Linked DNA regions of Ovis canadensis: region 2 is linked to region 1. The links are chromatin contacts, called in public Hi-C maps. All regions are on one chromosome and are shown on one strand. Each heading gives the region's core, a stretch centred on a gene start, on an enhancer-like site or on the middle of the called end of the contact. The rest is flanking DNA. Distances are from core to core; before and after follow the strand shown. Region 1 overlaps TFDP2 (transcription factor Dp-2). Region 2 holds the start of RNF7 (ring finger protein 7).

Region 1 (7,106 bases), core at 3,167-5,666:
CAACACAGCTTTCTGTCTTTTCCAGTTTCTAGTTGCTACCTCAGATTTGTTGTACACTGAGAAACTACTTGGCCAGATGTGTTAGAATCCCATCTGAAATAAAAGTGAACGGGCCCCGAAGTGAAGACCTCGAGGCTGTGTTTTCAAATGTTTGTTTTCTTGCATGACACTAGCTCTGGTTTAGTTCCTTGCTGACCTTTGTTGTTCTCAGATCTTAACTGTTTTGAACAGATAAAATCATATCTGAGAAGCTGCTGTATTACATAGAACTGTATGGTGAGATGGTCTTTTCTCTCTAATGGGAATTCATTTTTCCAACTCATACTGTTTCATCTTCATGTTTAACCTGGGAAAGGGCAGCAGTACAACTTTTTAACCGTGTATTCGGCAGTGTTTACGGCCTTAAAATGGAACTGTTCACTTGTTATGATTGCCATCACCTGAGTATGCAAATAATACAAAAAAGCAAGGTTCTTTTTATTCTTCATAAGAGAGGAAACTCTAGAGATAGCGTATAGAAGTGCCAGACTAGGTTTGTTGCCATAACCATTGACTTGACTTCGCTTTTCTGCATTTGCTTCATGGGCCTTTTTTCCTAGTGCTTTCTATATTACTCTCCTTTTATTCTTTAATATAACTTTTCTGTATTGAATCCCATCCCCCCCCCAACCAAACCACCCAAATGACTACAGGTGGTTTTCTTCTTGTGTTATTGTTCTTACACTTATTCCTTTCCTCCAGATGAATGTGTTTTTTTATAATGCCGTAAAAAGTCTTGGGTTCCCTTTTCCCCCGTGCTAAGGTTCAAAAAGCCAGCTCTCAACCACAAACTAATCTCTTCACTTCTTCATTGTCTCTTTAGTGATTTAATCTCTCTATGGTGATTAAATACAGTAAGTCTTTTTGTTAGTGTTCCTTGGGGACATAGATTTATATATATAATACACATGCATACTTCCACATGGATATATACTATATAAGGTTTTTATCCTCATCTTACCACTTGACAGTACAACTTGAAGTATGTTTTACACAGCTCTTCCTTTGTTGAGTTCCTTTGCAAGACCAAGTCACTTTCTTAAGAAATCTTGTTGATAGGTAAAGGATCCATTGAAGGATTCTTGTTAGTTTTTTCTTTGTGTTCTGATCCACTGAACTTCTTTGCAAAGAGGTTGTAGAAATTGCTTTGAAAGCCCCCTTTCTGGTCTCGCCTGGAGTTTTGATCCTGAAAGATGTTTGTTCCCTTTTGTCTTTCTTCCTTGGACAGTCTGGTGGTGTCTTGCAAATACATCTCTTCCAAATAGGAAGTGTCCTATGTGAGAGTTCCCTGGGGGGAAGAAAGGTCCTGGGTGTTTGACAGATAGCAGCAATAGCCTACATGTGTTTACTTTATTTCTGTCTTCAAGGAATAGGATTTAGCACAGTGGTGTTTTTCTCTTCCTTTGTGCTCATATACTCTTTATATATATTTTATTCTGTTGGAATATAGGTAAAACTTTTATTTACAATAAACTAATTTAAACTCAGTCATGTCCGACTCTTTGCAACCCCATGGACTGTAGCCTACAAGGCTCCTCTGTCCATGGAATTTTGCAGGCAAGCGTATTGGAGTGGGTTGCCATTTCCTTCCCCAAATTTAAACTATAATAAACTAATAAAATCAATATAATTAATATCTGTACTGCTTTGACGATGTTTATGAAGTTGTCTGTTTATTCAACAAGTGTTTTGAATATCTGCTAAGTGTTGGTAAGTTCTAGGCATGGATGAGAATGATAAGCAAGATAGATAAGTCTCTGCCCTTGAAGAGCTTATATTTGGGGAGGAGGTGCAATAAAGAAGTAAGATAACTAGGTTGTGATAGGTGGTATGCAAAAAACTAAGAAGGACGATCTGTAGATAATTGGAAGGATGGTGGCTACCTTAGAAAGGCCTCTCTAAGGGGTGATGTTTGAATACAAGGAAGACAGGCTAGTTCCTTGAGGAGCTTGGGATTCTAGGCACAGGGAATGGCGAATGCAGAGCTCCCAAGTGAGGAACCAGGTTGTGATACTCAGGGAAGCACAGTGGCTTGGAGATCATGAGCAAGTCAGAGAGAGATACGAGATGAGGAGGGAGAGGTAGACACAGGTCAGAGTATGAAAGGCCTTGTAGGTCATGGTAGAGAATTTGGGTTTTATTCTAAACAGGATTTTAAGCAGGGAAGTAATGTGATCTGATTCATACTGACTGCTGAGAGGGATCTGGACTCTAAGGAGATAAGAGCAAAAGTGGAGAAATAAGTTAGAAGGCAGGAGGCAGTGACCTGACAGTGGAGATGGGAAAAAATAGGTAAATTTTGCAATTTGGAAACAGAATTTATTGATGGATTGAATGAAGGAAAGAGAAACAAAGGATGACTTGATTTTTTGCAGTAAGAGCTAGGTGAATACTGGTGCCATTAGCATTTACTGTAGTTAGGAATAGGTTTGGGGAGGAATTGAGTTTTGTTCTGGACACATGAAGTTTGAGAGGTTTTTCAATTTTCTATGTATGTATCAAGAGTATCAATTAGTGTAATCAGTAGTATCCTCAGTTTGGATGAGGCCAACCCAGGCCTGGATGACATAATGCAAGGTGGAGAAAGAGTGAAGATCTGTAAATAATAAACATTTCTTTCCCATTTCCCCTCTCCCTCACACAGTGGATATAAATACACAGGAAAATGGGATTTGGGTTGGATTTTTTCCCCTAAATTATGTTACTAAATTACTTTGCTGATTTAAATATTCTGGTTAACTTACTTTAATGAGAAAGGTAGTTTTTATTATATATTATGTGTAATTTCTTGTTTAAATGGGATAAAGAGACTAATAGAAATGATAGTGTTTACAGCCTGTGACCAAATTTTCATGTTATTTGGAAAGAGGGTTTGAGTGGTTCAGAGAGCTCAGGTTTGAGAAAATGTGTAAACTCTACTTTTAAGATTTTGAGGTAATTCCCTGGTGGCCCAGGAGTTAGGGCTATGTACTCTTACTGTCAAGGGCCTGGGGGTGATCTTTGGTTGGGAAACTAAAATCTCAAAAGCTGTACAGCACAGCCAAAAATAAATAAATAAAACTGGCCCACTTGAAAAATTTAGATAGGGAGCTTCTAGTTTGAGATGATGGATTGAATAGTCATTTTTAATCTCCAACTCATAAGATTCTGTTGAAATATTTTGTGTATTTAAAAAAAAAAAAAGGAAATCTCATAAATGCCATAAAACATGATAGAGGTGTAGGGTTCTCCAGGATTAGGAGATGAAGGCTGGTGTGATTATAAAGATGACAAGTGAAAGTGGACAAACCCATGTCCCAAAATACGCATGGGAAAAGTCAGATTGGGAGACAGAAGCTATTTTCACTTGCACTGACTTGGTGAGGTCCCAGGCCCAGAGTTGAGAGGCATAAAAAGTGAGAATGAATTGGTGGGGGAAGGACCGAGGATGATGAAATGACACCTATCCAAGGAGCACCTGGGCCAGTGGAACCTGCTCAACCCTCCAGATGGCCAGATGGCCTGTGCCCCGTCTCCACACACAGAAATTACATGTTGTGGCATAGATTATCCTTCCTTCCTTTTCATTGCCTGCCTGCCTTTTTATGTACAATATAACATTGTATGGATATATCGCATTTTTCCTGTATTTGTTCATTAATGATGGACATCTGAGTTGTTTCTCCATTTTAACTTCCCTTATGGCTCAGATGGTAAAAGCATCTGCCTGTAATGCAGGAGACCCGGGTTCAATCCCTGGGTCAGGAAGAGCCCCTGGAGAAGGAAATGGCAACCCACCCCAGTACTCTCAGCTGGAAAATCCCATAGATGGAGGAGCCTGGTAGGCTACAGTCCATGGGGTCGCTAAGAGTTGGACACAACTGAGTGACTTCACTTTCACTTTCTATTTTGGCTGTTATAAATGCTGCTGTAAACACTTGTGAACAAATCAGTTCTCATTTCTCTTGAATATATACCTAGGAATAAAATTACCTATGGCAATTCTTTCTTTAGCTTTTTGAGTAACTGTCAGTTATATTCCCACCAACAAAGGTTATGTCTCCAGCTCCTTACCAACATTTCCTATCCATCTGTTTTTATTTTAGCCATCCTTGTGAATGTGAAGTATATCTCATTTTGGTTTTAATTTGCAGTTCATAGTGGTTGATGATGTTAAGCATTTTTTCAAGTGTTTATTGGCTGTTTGTATATCTTTTTATTTTCCTAGTACAAATATTTTATGAGTAATTTCTGGCAGTTTCTAACCACTGGAGTATATTGCACAATAAACCACATCATATTTTCCAGGAAGAAAAAAAAAACACTAAATATGAATAGTAATGACATCACCTACTGAATTAGGACAGTTAAAATTTGCTTCAAATATTCCTTTGTGGGAAGGGACACCACACTTTCACTCAGTTAAGAGAAATATTTTTAGAGTCTGGAGATCTTTTGTGGGTTTTTGTTTTTTAAAATCATGCCATGAATTCATAGGGAGTGGGTTCTGGCAGCTCCAGCTCTCTCCCATTAGTTCTCAGAAAGTGTGCCTTTCTGGGTGGAGCAGGCTGGTGCATCAGTTGATCCCAAGTACCTTTTTTGACTTTTTTCTTTTTCTCATCACTTTCCTTCACATGTTTCTGGAAGCTCTCTCGGCCATTAGAGTGCTTAATTTGCTCCATGTGCTCAGTCATTCTTTGGGCAAGCGTCTTGCCCTTAACTTGCTGGTTTGTTTACAACAATGGCAACAGCATGCTGGACAGCATGGCGGCCTCTTCCAGTGTCGCTGTGGTGGCGTTTGTGGGGAATTGCTTTGTGAACAGTGCCCATTCCTTTGATGTCTACAAGGTCATATTTCTCGTAGAGTCTCAAGTTTGTGGCCAAAGGAACAACTCCGTGTTTTCTGAAAAGCCTAGAGAACAGAGCAGATGCCTCTCGTCTTTCCTTTTATGTTGGTCATTTCGGCAGATTGCTAGCAAGATGGCATTCCAGCTTAAAGGAAGGCTAAATATCTTCTTTGAAGAACTCTATTGAGATCTTTTGGTTTGTTGGTGGTGCTGGTTTTGTTATTGAGTCATAAGAATTCTTTATGGGTTATAGATACAAGACTGTTGTCGGATATATGGTTTGCAAAAAAGTTCTGATCTCTGGACTGATTTTTCACCTACAGGAAGCACAGAACTTTCAAAATTTGACTGTGTTTATCTTGTTTATATTTTCTCGTGGTACTTATGTTTTTGGTATCATATCTTATTTTAAGAATTGCGAAGTCCCAAGATCATAAAGACTTAACACCAATATTTTTAACAGGTTTATGAGTTTTGTGCTTACATTTAGATCTTTGACCCATTTTGAGTTAATTTTTGTAGCCTGTGACATTTTAAAGTTTATTTGTTTAATATAACTCAAAAGCATATAGAAGATCTGTGAAAATGTAGACATTTTAATAACATTTTTTCAACCATTTGAATTTCTAAAATAAGCCTGGTTTTAAGTTTATTATTTCAAATTATTAGCTAAATTTAAAAAGTACACTCTGTATTATTTTGTTCTTAACCCTCATTTTGTGATGGGGAGTCAAGCATTCCTGAACTATTTTTGTCAAGAAAAGGCACATCTTCTCTGAATGTGGTAGCAGTAATAGTAAGCCAAATGTGACAATGAAAGTAATTTAAAGAATGAAGAACAAGAAAGTTTGTTTTGCTCAGAAGCATAATCCCTTGTATACTGAGTTGGTTTTTTGAAAGTAATTAATTACAAAATGCTGGAAACCTCAGCATATTATTTTATAGATGCATAAAAGCCATCAACCCTTAAACATAAAAGACAATGAAACATAAATTCAAAACCAAAACAACAAAAAACCACTGAGAAAATAGATTAATAAATTCAAAACGTATAAACAAACACTGAGAAAATACATTATTGTGCGTCTATCACCACTATCCATCTCCAGAACTTTTCCACCATCCCCTACTAGAAACCCATACCTATTAAGGAACATCTCTTCACTCTCTCCTCTTGCAGTCTCTGGGAACCATAGTTATACTTTCTGTCTCCATAAATTTGACAGTTCTAGGTAGCTCGTATAAAAGAAATCATATGATATTCATCTGCTGATGGACATTTAGGTTTTCACCATTTGACTATTATGAATGTTGCTGGTATGAGTGTGGGTGTACAAACATCTGTTTGAGTCCCCTACTTGAAATTTCTTTGCATATACACCCTGAAGGGGAATTGCTGGATCATACGGTAATTATATACTTTGTTTTTGTGGAAGCACCATAGTATTTTCTGTAGAGACTGCACCACTTTTACGTTCCCACCAGTGGTGGGTGCATGAAGGGTCCAATTTTTCCATGCCCTCCCAGTGCTTATTGGCTGGGGTTTTCTTTGTTTGTTTTGTTTAAAGTCATCCTAATGTGTGTGAATGATATCTCATTGTGGTTTTGTTCTGCGTTTCCCTAATGATTAGTGATATTGAACATCTTTTCATGTACTTATTGGCCATTTGTATATCTTCTTGGAAGAAATGTCTGCTCAAGTCTTTTGTCCATTTTGAGTTGTTTTTTGTTGTTGTTGTTAAGTTCTTCATCTAGCCTTTAACTTGTAAAATTCTTTTACTGGAGGCATTGTACACTTAACTTTGAAAAAAGTGGTTTACAGGTTTGGTTGTAGGACCAAGTCCCCTATCTGTACTGGAGGTATCAGCTGTCCTTAATTCGGTTGAATTAGATGTAAATGTTGATTGGTTTGGCATGATGATCCACCAGCCTTCCAAAGGTGCGGCTTCATTTCTTGATTCAGCCACTGTTGAGGTGTATCCTTCGGTTGTATTGCTTATGAAACTTCATTTAGTGTGTTAATCTGTAGGTCTATCCACGTTGCTGCAGATGTCATCTTTTCATTCTTTTTTATGTCTGGTTATATTCTGTGAGAGATGATGAGAGCCTGAACTAGGGTCATGGGAAGAGAGAGAAGAATTCAAGAGCTCTTTAAGACAAGACTTAGATTACATTTGATAGAATTTGATTAGATAGAAAGGATTAGGATGACTCTGTTGTTTCTGTTTCAGGCAGTTGGGT
Region 2 (7,106 bases), core at 3,115-5,614, 240 kb after region 1:
TACAATATTTAACCTGACAACTTTTTTTTCCCCTAAGACAACTATTGTAGTACCACATGTAAATAAAATTTAACAGATTTCTATCTATAAACTACATACAAAGGAATCTGGAGATTTAGAATTGCTTTCACCTTTAGGAGAAAAGTTAAATACTCGATCATAAAAGAGTACTGAAAACTGAAATGCTTTGTTAGAATAAAATCCTGATTGACCAAAACTAACCTGTAACATACTCAAAATTTAAAGGATGTTTTGGCAAATTCCTTATTTTATATTTTTCTTAATAGAATATATTTCTTTTTTGATTATTAAAACATTTACCATGCCCATGTCTACAATATATAATCAATTCTTCTGAATTACAAGCAATTAAAGGACTTACAGATAATTCCATTAAGATCCTTTGAGAACCAACACATTTTATATTAATAATGAATCGCTGCTTTACAGTTTATTTTTGTGTATTGATAAAGCCAATCTTAACTGCAAATTCAAACATCCCCACTGAGAGAAAACCTTCAGTTGAAAAACCAGGAGAACAAAATTACAACATACCAACACAATCCTCTTGTTTGTTTTCAGCTTGACATCTAAGACAGGCATCTAAAAGTAAACAAATAGCGATTCTCATTCTGATGCTCAGAATGCAATTTTTAAAACCCCATACACTTCAAAGTCAAATAAAGGGCCCAAAGGGTTAGAGATGTAGATTAGAAGGCTCATACTATTAATTTCTCATCTGAACATAACTGCTTAAAGATGAATAAAGTACAAGGCACTCTACTAATTTACTTATGACCAGGAGCAATTTCACAAGGGTTACTGACCCTCTATTTTCACAAGTGCTGATTAAAACATGTCCTGACAGTGGTTACAACCACTAGAGAAAAATATGCTATATTTCACTATATTACTCCCTGGGCACATGCACACAGATCAATTTTATGAACAGTGTATTTTCAAGACATCCTTTAAAATAAGCCACAAATATATATTGGTATTTGCTTACATATATTTAGAAACTCTAGAAGGATAGTCAAGAAACTAATAATAAATTTCACCTGGGAGGAGATGGAATGGGAAGGGGTTTTCACTGCACACTTTCTCAAGTTTTTAAGTTGTGACTGTATAACCTACATAAAAATTAAATTTAAAAAAACCCTAAATATTAGGTTCTCTTATTTTTTCTTTTTAAGGAAATGCTCCCTTTACAAATAATCTGAGCCCAAAGCATTTACCCAACAACGGTAAAGTATTTTAATAAATTACCTGGGAGTAAACATGAGGAATGGGAACCAAAAGGATATACTAGAACTTTTCAAAATTCAGTCTGTACTACCATTTGCTTGAAGAACGTAATATAGAATATTTTAGGAACCAAAGAAATGGACTCATTCACTAGCTGAAAGCAGTCAAAGTTGGGTGAAAGGAAGTTCAAACTAACAGAAAAAAAAAAAAAAGATTTTAATATAAATTAGAGAAAAATTCTATAAAAATAGAAACAGGATAGAGTTGAAGCCTACTTCTTTTCTTACACTGGATTATGCTCAGGCATTTGTTTGCTCCTCTCTGCATGCTCTTACCCTTAAAAAAAACACACTACCCTGGCCTCTTCAGTGTGGATTAAAAACCACCACTGCCTCCTGAGGCTTTCTTCAATTTCACAGTTACTGAGTACCTACCCTGTGCAAAGAGTAATGCCTGGGGGCCACCAAAATGACCAAGTCTGGGTCCCTGGTCTCACCAGTAAATGGGAAAGTGGATAGGTAAACAGTTAAATATCGCAAGGATCATGATATAAGGGGGAAGACATGCCTCTGGTTCTGTGCAGTCACAGAAAGTTCAGGATCCCAACTGTCTCTTTTACAAGTTAGGAAAACAAGGCTCCAGAAGGTTATGTCAAACGTCCAAGTTAACAGATAGCTGTGGAAGGTTACTCTGGCTCTTTATCCCTTGACAATACAAGCAAACCTCGTCCCCTCTTCCTCACCGGTGCTTGCTAGCAGCTCCTTTCCCAATAAAGTCGGCAGAGTGGAAACCAAGGAAGAGTGTCTTAACCACATTAGAATGGGCTGACTGGCAATTCTTAGATCAAGAAGTTATAACAAATCATTTAGGTGTATGAGATGAATTCAAATATCAAGGACACAGGATTAAGTGGGCTTTTTATAGAATCTGGAAGTCTCTGAATCATGCCTACGGCTTTTATTTAGATTCACTATCAACAACTGATCTGAACAGATAAAAATTCCTAAAGTTTCATATAAAAGAAAACATTTTCTTTTGATGATGTTCTTAATATCTAAAACAGCGCATTTCTAAGGAGTACAGTAACACCTTTTAGAATGATGCCAGAAAACACACTTCCTTCTGCCGTCACCTGACCACCAAATAGATTTTAACACCTCATAAACACAATACAGAGGTCTAGCCCAGAATACTTTTCTGAACCCAAAGTACAGCTGTTGTAAATATGAAACATTAATCCACAGTAGCAAATACTTGTTATAATTAGAAAGTTAATGTGAGAAGTGAGTCATTTATAGCCCATACTTTGACTTACCTTAAATATCCCAGTAAAGTTTATTTCTTGCAAACTTTCAACCGTTATTTTATATTTTGCATTTCTACCTACTAATTTAAAATTTTTCTTTGGGGAGAAAAATAAGATGCTCTTTTAGGAAAATTATTTTAAACTAAAAAAGAAAAAAAATCCCACAAACTGGAAGTTATGATTCTAGCTTTCAAGAAAGGGTTAGGGCAAGGGGGCTGTATTGCAGGCCCATAAACTAAGTACCTAAAAACCCGATACACAAAATAAGTCGATCACATCTGAAATCTAGTTCTTTTAAAAAGTAAAAAAATATTTGAATCCCATAGTTGCAAATTCTCTTTAAAACAAATTCCTACGAATAAAAAACATAAGTGCATACTACAGAGAGAGTAAATTGAGAAATCTCTTGTTTCTGGTAGGTCTAAATTTTCAATGCTCAAGAAGGGAAAGCATCTTTTAAGTTATTTTCTCCAACTGTCTCATTTTTCAGTGCAAGACACAAAGTTTTCAAACTACAGAAGCCTCAGTTTTCTCCAATTACCTTCAAGAAATGACATTTAAGACACTCTTAAATGCTGTAGTTTTAAATGCCCTATTTAAAAATATAACGTGCATTTAAACAGCAACTCTTTTTTAAGGTCGTCTAAGATCTTAAAACAGAGACCATATAAAACACAACGAGATGAAGCTGTTCTGAAAGGCTTCACTTGGTCCAATATTTTCATTAAAAATATCATAGAAAGAAGTAACAAGTTTGCAAAAGAGGGCTTTCCAGAAAGGCCAGACTTGAGGGCACTACCCTTCTCCAAGAAATTGCATGCTAGGATGGGGAGTGGCCAGTAAAGAGATGACGCTTCATGTCTCTGAATAAAAGGGTTTACATTCTTCTAGTTCAAGCCAACCGAGTGCGATCTGACCAATCTTGAATCATCCAGGTTTAAAAGCCAGCAGAACAGTAGCCAATCTAGAAAGGGGACGGCTAGGAACACTCTTCTTCCCTGCGCCTCTCCAGAGCACGACTAGCGGCCGTTTGGGGGGAAAATGACTCCAGAGCATCACTTTGGTGTGTGACCAGAACCATCCGACTGACCCGCTGACTCAGGGCCTTGACCTTGACCTCTGTGTGGTTTGCTTTCGGAAAAGGGTGCGGTCGCTGGCCACACAAACCGAAGTGGTTCCTCCCAGCTCCCGTCAAATCACCTACTTTTATTGTCGTGATCACACCGATCACTACTGGAAATGACCTTGTTTAACTGTCCTGCCTGCTACCCCCCTATTCCCCCAGAATACCCGTCCCCGGCACAAGTCGCCTGCTGAACGACCAGCTCGGGCGTGGCCCGCGGTCTCCTGGGGCCGGGGCAGGGCGATCCCGCCCCTACTCCTCCCGGAACGGTCTCTCCAAGGCTTGGTCTTTCCCCCCACGCCCGAAGCCGGGCCTGCGGAGGCCGCAGCACAGCCGGGGCCTCGCCTGCTGCGCTTACCCATCACCTGGACCCTGCAGATGGCGCACGTATCGCACTCCACGTCCCAGCTCCACATGGCCACCGCGTTCCACTTCTTGAGAGAGAACATTTTGTCACCGCCCGACTTGGATCCTGCGCTCCCCGAGTGAGAGGACAGGGCACAGGGTTCCTCACCGTCTTCCACGTCGGCCATAGCGGCGGCGCGGAGCCGGCGACGGAGACGTTGGGTCGTGGGAGGCGGGCGGCTATGGCGGCTCAGTGGGGCCGTCCGACGGGCCACAGCGCCGCCCGCAGGCCACGGGCCGCCGCGGGGGTCTAGGACCGTGGGGCGCCCGTGATTGGCTGGCGCGGCCCAGTGACGTCACCGTACGCCGGCACCAGCGGCTTCCCGGTGTCCTAGTTCCCGGTACTCCCGTCCCCAACGCCCGGCCAGCTCAGCGGGGTGAGGGACCCCGGGCCGACACTGCGCGGGGGAGACACGTGTCCTGTTTTATGTCTTCATGACACCGCTTTTAGACGTTGTCTTGTTGATATATTCGTCCTTCTCAAATGTAAACGCCCTGGGTGGAGCGGGGACTATTTCTTTTTTCTTTTTGGGTGGGGGGACTATTTCTTGATCATCTCCTTCGTTAAGAAATGCTGTCTCGGGAGGGACAGTTATATGTTGAGTGAATGAATGACGAGCTAGGAATCTGGTTCAACAGTTCTCAAATATTTTGGTCTTGTGACCCCTTTACACTTAAAAATTACTTAAGGACATTTAAGAACTTTTGTTTGTGTAAGATGGATGTGTACATATACACGCTTATACATATGTATTTCCTTTTTAAGAAAACGGGGGAAATGTGAATATATTAATTCACTTCAAAACAGTAAGAAATCCATTACAAGTTATCCTTAGAATACCAATATTGTACACTCACAAGAGAGAATGAAGAGAAATAGCTATGAGTGCTGTGCTGTGCTTCGTCGCTCAGTCGTGTCCGACTGTGCAGATCCCATGGACTGTATGTAGCCCGCCAGGCTTCTCTGTCCATAGGATTTTCCAGGCAAGAATACTGGAGTGGGTAGCCATTCCCTTCCCCAGGGGATCTTCCCAACCCAGGAATTCAACCGGGGTCTCCTGCATTACAGGCGGATTGTTTACCAGCTGAGCTACCTGGGAAGCTCAGAGCTATGAATACTGTTATGTAAATATGTAAATAGTTTTGACCTTGTTGGTCCCCTGAAAGACTTCCAGGAACCCTGGAGACCACACTCTAAGAAACTTAAATCTAGTTTAACTTTTTATGTGTAGGAATACTGAAGTCCCCAAAAGTAATTTATAGTAATTCTGCTATATTTATAAAAGTAATTTATAGTAATTCAGAAAAGTAATTCTGCTATTCTGAGAAGGTGACAGTGGAAACTAAGGTTCTTCTGTTACTAGCCCAGGGTCATGTTATGTTTTCCCAAGCAAAGCAGATAACATCTTCTTTTAAAAGATACCGAAGCTGAGGCACGGAGACGGGAAGATGCTTGGTCACACTACCACCTAGTGGTGGCCACCTGCTGTGTCAGGATTAGGACTCAGAGCTTCGCACCTCTTTTTATTTTAATGATGAGGGTCTCATCATTCCCTCATCTCCTGGTGTCAGGCCTGGTGCCCCTGGGTCTAGGCTAACCAAACTTCAGAACTCTGGCAGAGGAGTCAAGGAGGCATTAAATGTGTAACGATACAAATATGGACACAGGGTCACATTTGGCCACATGTGCTGTTTGTTGGGTGGTGCATTAAGTGCTGTCAGAGACAGAAACCTTCCTCAAGACAGATGGAGTGAGGGAGTGAAGGAAAGCCTCATAGAAGAGGTTAAGTTTGAACTCGGCGGGAGATGGGAGGCCTTGGAGGCCAGGAAGTAAATGGAGAAAGCAAATGGACAGAGCAGTAGTGGTGGTAGCAGATATAAATCTCACCACAGTAACTTCATGAGCCAGACAAAAATGTCTGTAAACAAACCCAGATGAACCATCCAGAACATGTTTCATTCACATTAAGCTATCACATATCTGACTATCAGTTCAGTTCAGTCGCTCAGTCGTGTCCGACTCTTTGAGACCCCATGAATCACAGCACGCCAGGCCTCCCTGTCCATCACCAACTCCTGGAGTTCACTCAGATTCACATCCATTGAGTCAGTGATTCCATCCAGCCATCTCATCCTCTGTCGTCCCCTTCTCCTCCTGCCCCCAATCCCTCCCAGCATCAAAGTCTTTTCCAATGAGTCAACTCTTTGCATGAGGTGGCCAAAGTACTGGAGTTTCAGCTTTAGCATCAGTCCTTCCAAAGAACACCCAGGGCTGATCTCCTTTAGGATGGACTGGTTGGATCTCCTTGCAGTCCAAGGGACTCTCAAGAGTCTTCTCCAACACCACAGTTCAAAAGCATCAATTCTTCAGCGCTCAGCCTTCTTCACAGTCCAACTCTTGCCGGGGTCCAGCCCCGGTGGATCCAGGGTAATTCGAAGGTGGGGATGGAATCGGCGTCCTGGAAAAAAACTTAATTACAGATATAGAGGGAGATTAGAAACAGTGTAGTAGGAGAATTAGTGGAGAAAAGAGGCTGAATAACTGGTTTACATGAACTACCAATCACCACCTACGTAGGCCACAGGCGTCTTTCCATTCTCCCAGAGGAGAGGAGGCACTCAGGCCTCCCCGGTCCGATCTCAGAAGCCCAGGCAGAATTAGCAGACTTGGTGAGTACCCACATTTCAGATGGGAATTCAGCCAGGAAAACGGGGAGCAAGAAAGAAACGACACGGGGGAATCAGTCTTTCCAGAAACTGATCCGATTTCTTTATTTTTCAGGTTTGTTTATATACCTTTTTGTTATACATAGGGATGAATACAGAGTCACGCGGGGGTCAGCAGATCTGACCCTTGTCACAATCAGGTGCTTCATATAAATTTATACAAAGGTCTTATGAGTTTCATCATCTTCTAGCCATGAGGTCTGCTGACATTTTATGGCCCTTTCTGATACCGGTCAGTTAACCAGAAAACTTATTTTTCCAGGGGTGATTTTTTCTTAAATCGCCACCCTCCAAATA

Evidence for each region. Hi-C and Micro-C count contacts between places; a contact is called where the count stands out from the background.
Region 2: a Hi-C map of fibroblasts shows a contact between it and region 1, with 4 times the contacts expected there. The contact joins the promoter of RNF7 here to the enhancer-like site in region 1. A contact is called at or near these places in 2 of 2 Hi-C or Micro-C datasets (fibroblasts and lung).

The regions. Positions count from the first base shown.
Region 1 is chr1:250,056,260-250,063,365 of ARS-UI_OviCan_v2, forward strand. The region is part of intron 7 of TFDP2 (transcription factor Dp-2); the gene reads left to right. Among named protein-coding and RNA genes, the nearest start is that of ATP1B3, 95 kb to the right of the region's middle. Within about 2 kb of position 4,417, the one cell type or tissue checked has open chromatin away from gene starts, as enhancers often do. A contact at or near this core is called in fibroblasts, where this site is marked.
Region 2 is chr1:250,293,538-250,300,643 of ARS-UI_OviCan_v2, forward strand. RNF7 (ring finger protein 7) reads right to left here and starts at 4,365. Exons shown (of 3, transcript XM_069564083.1): 1 at 4,036-4,365; 2 at 556-603. The coding sequence starts at 4,210.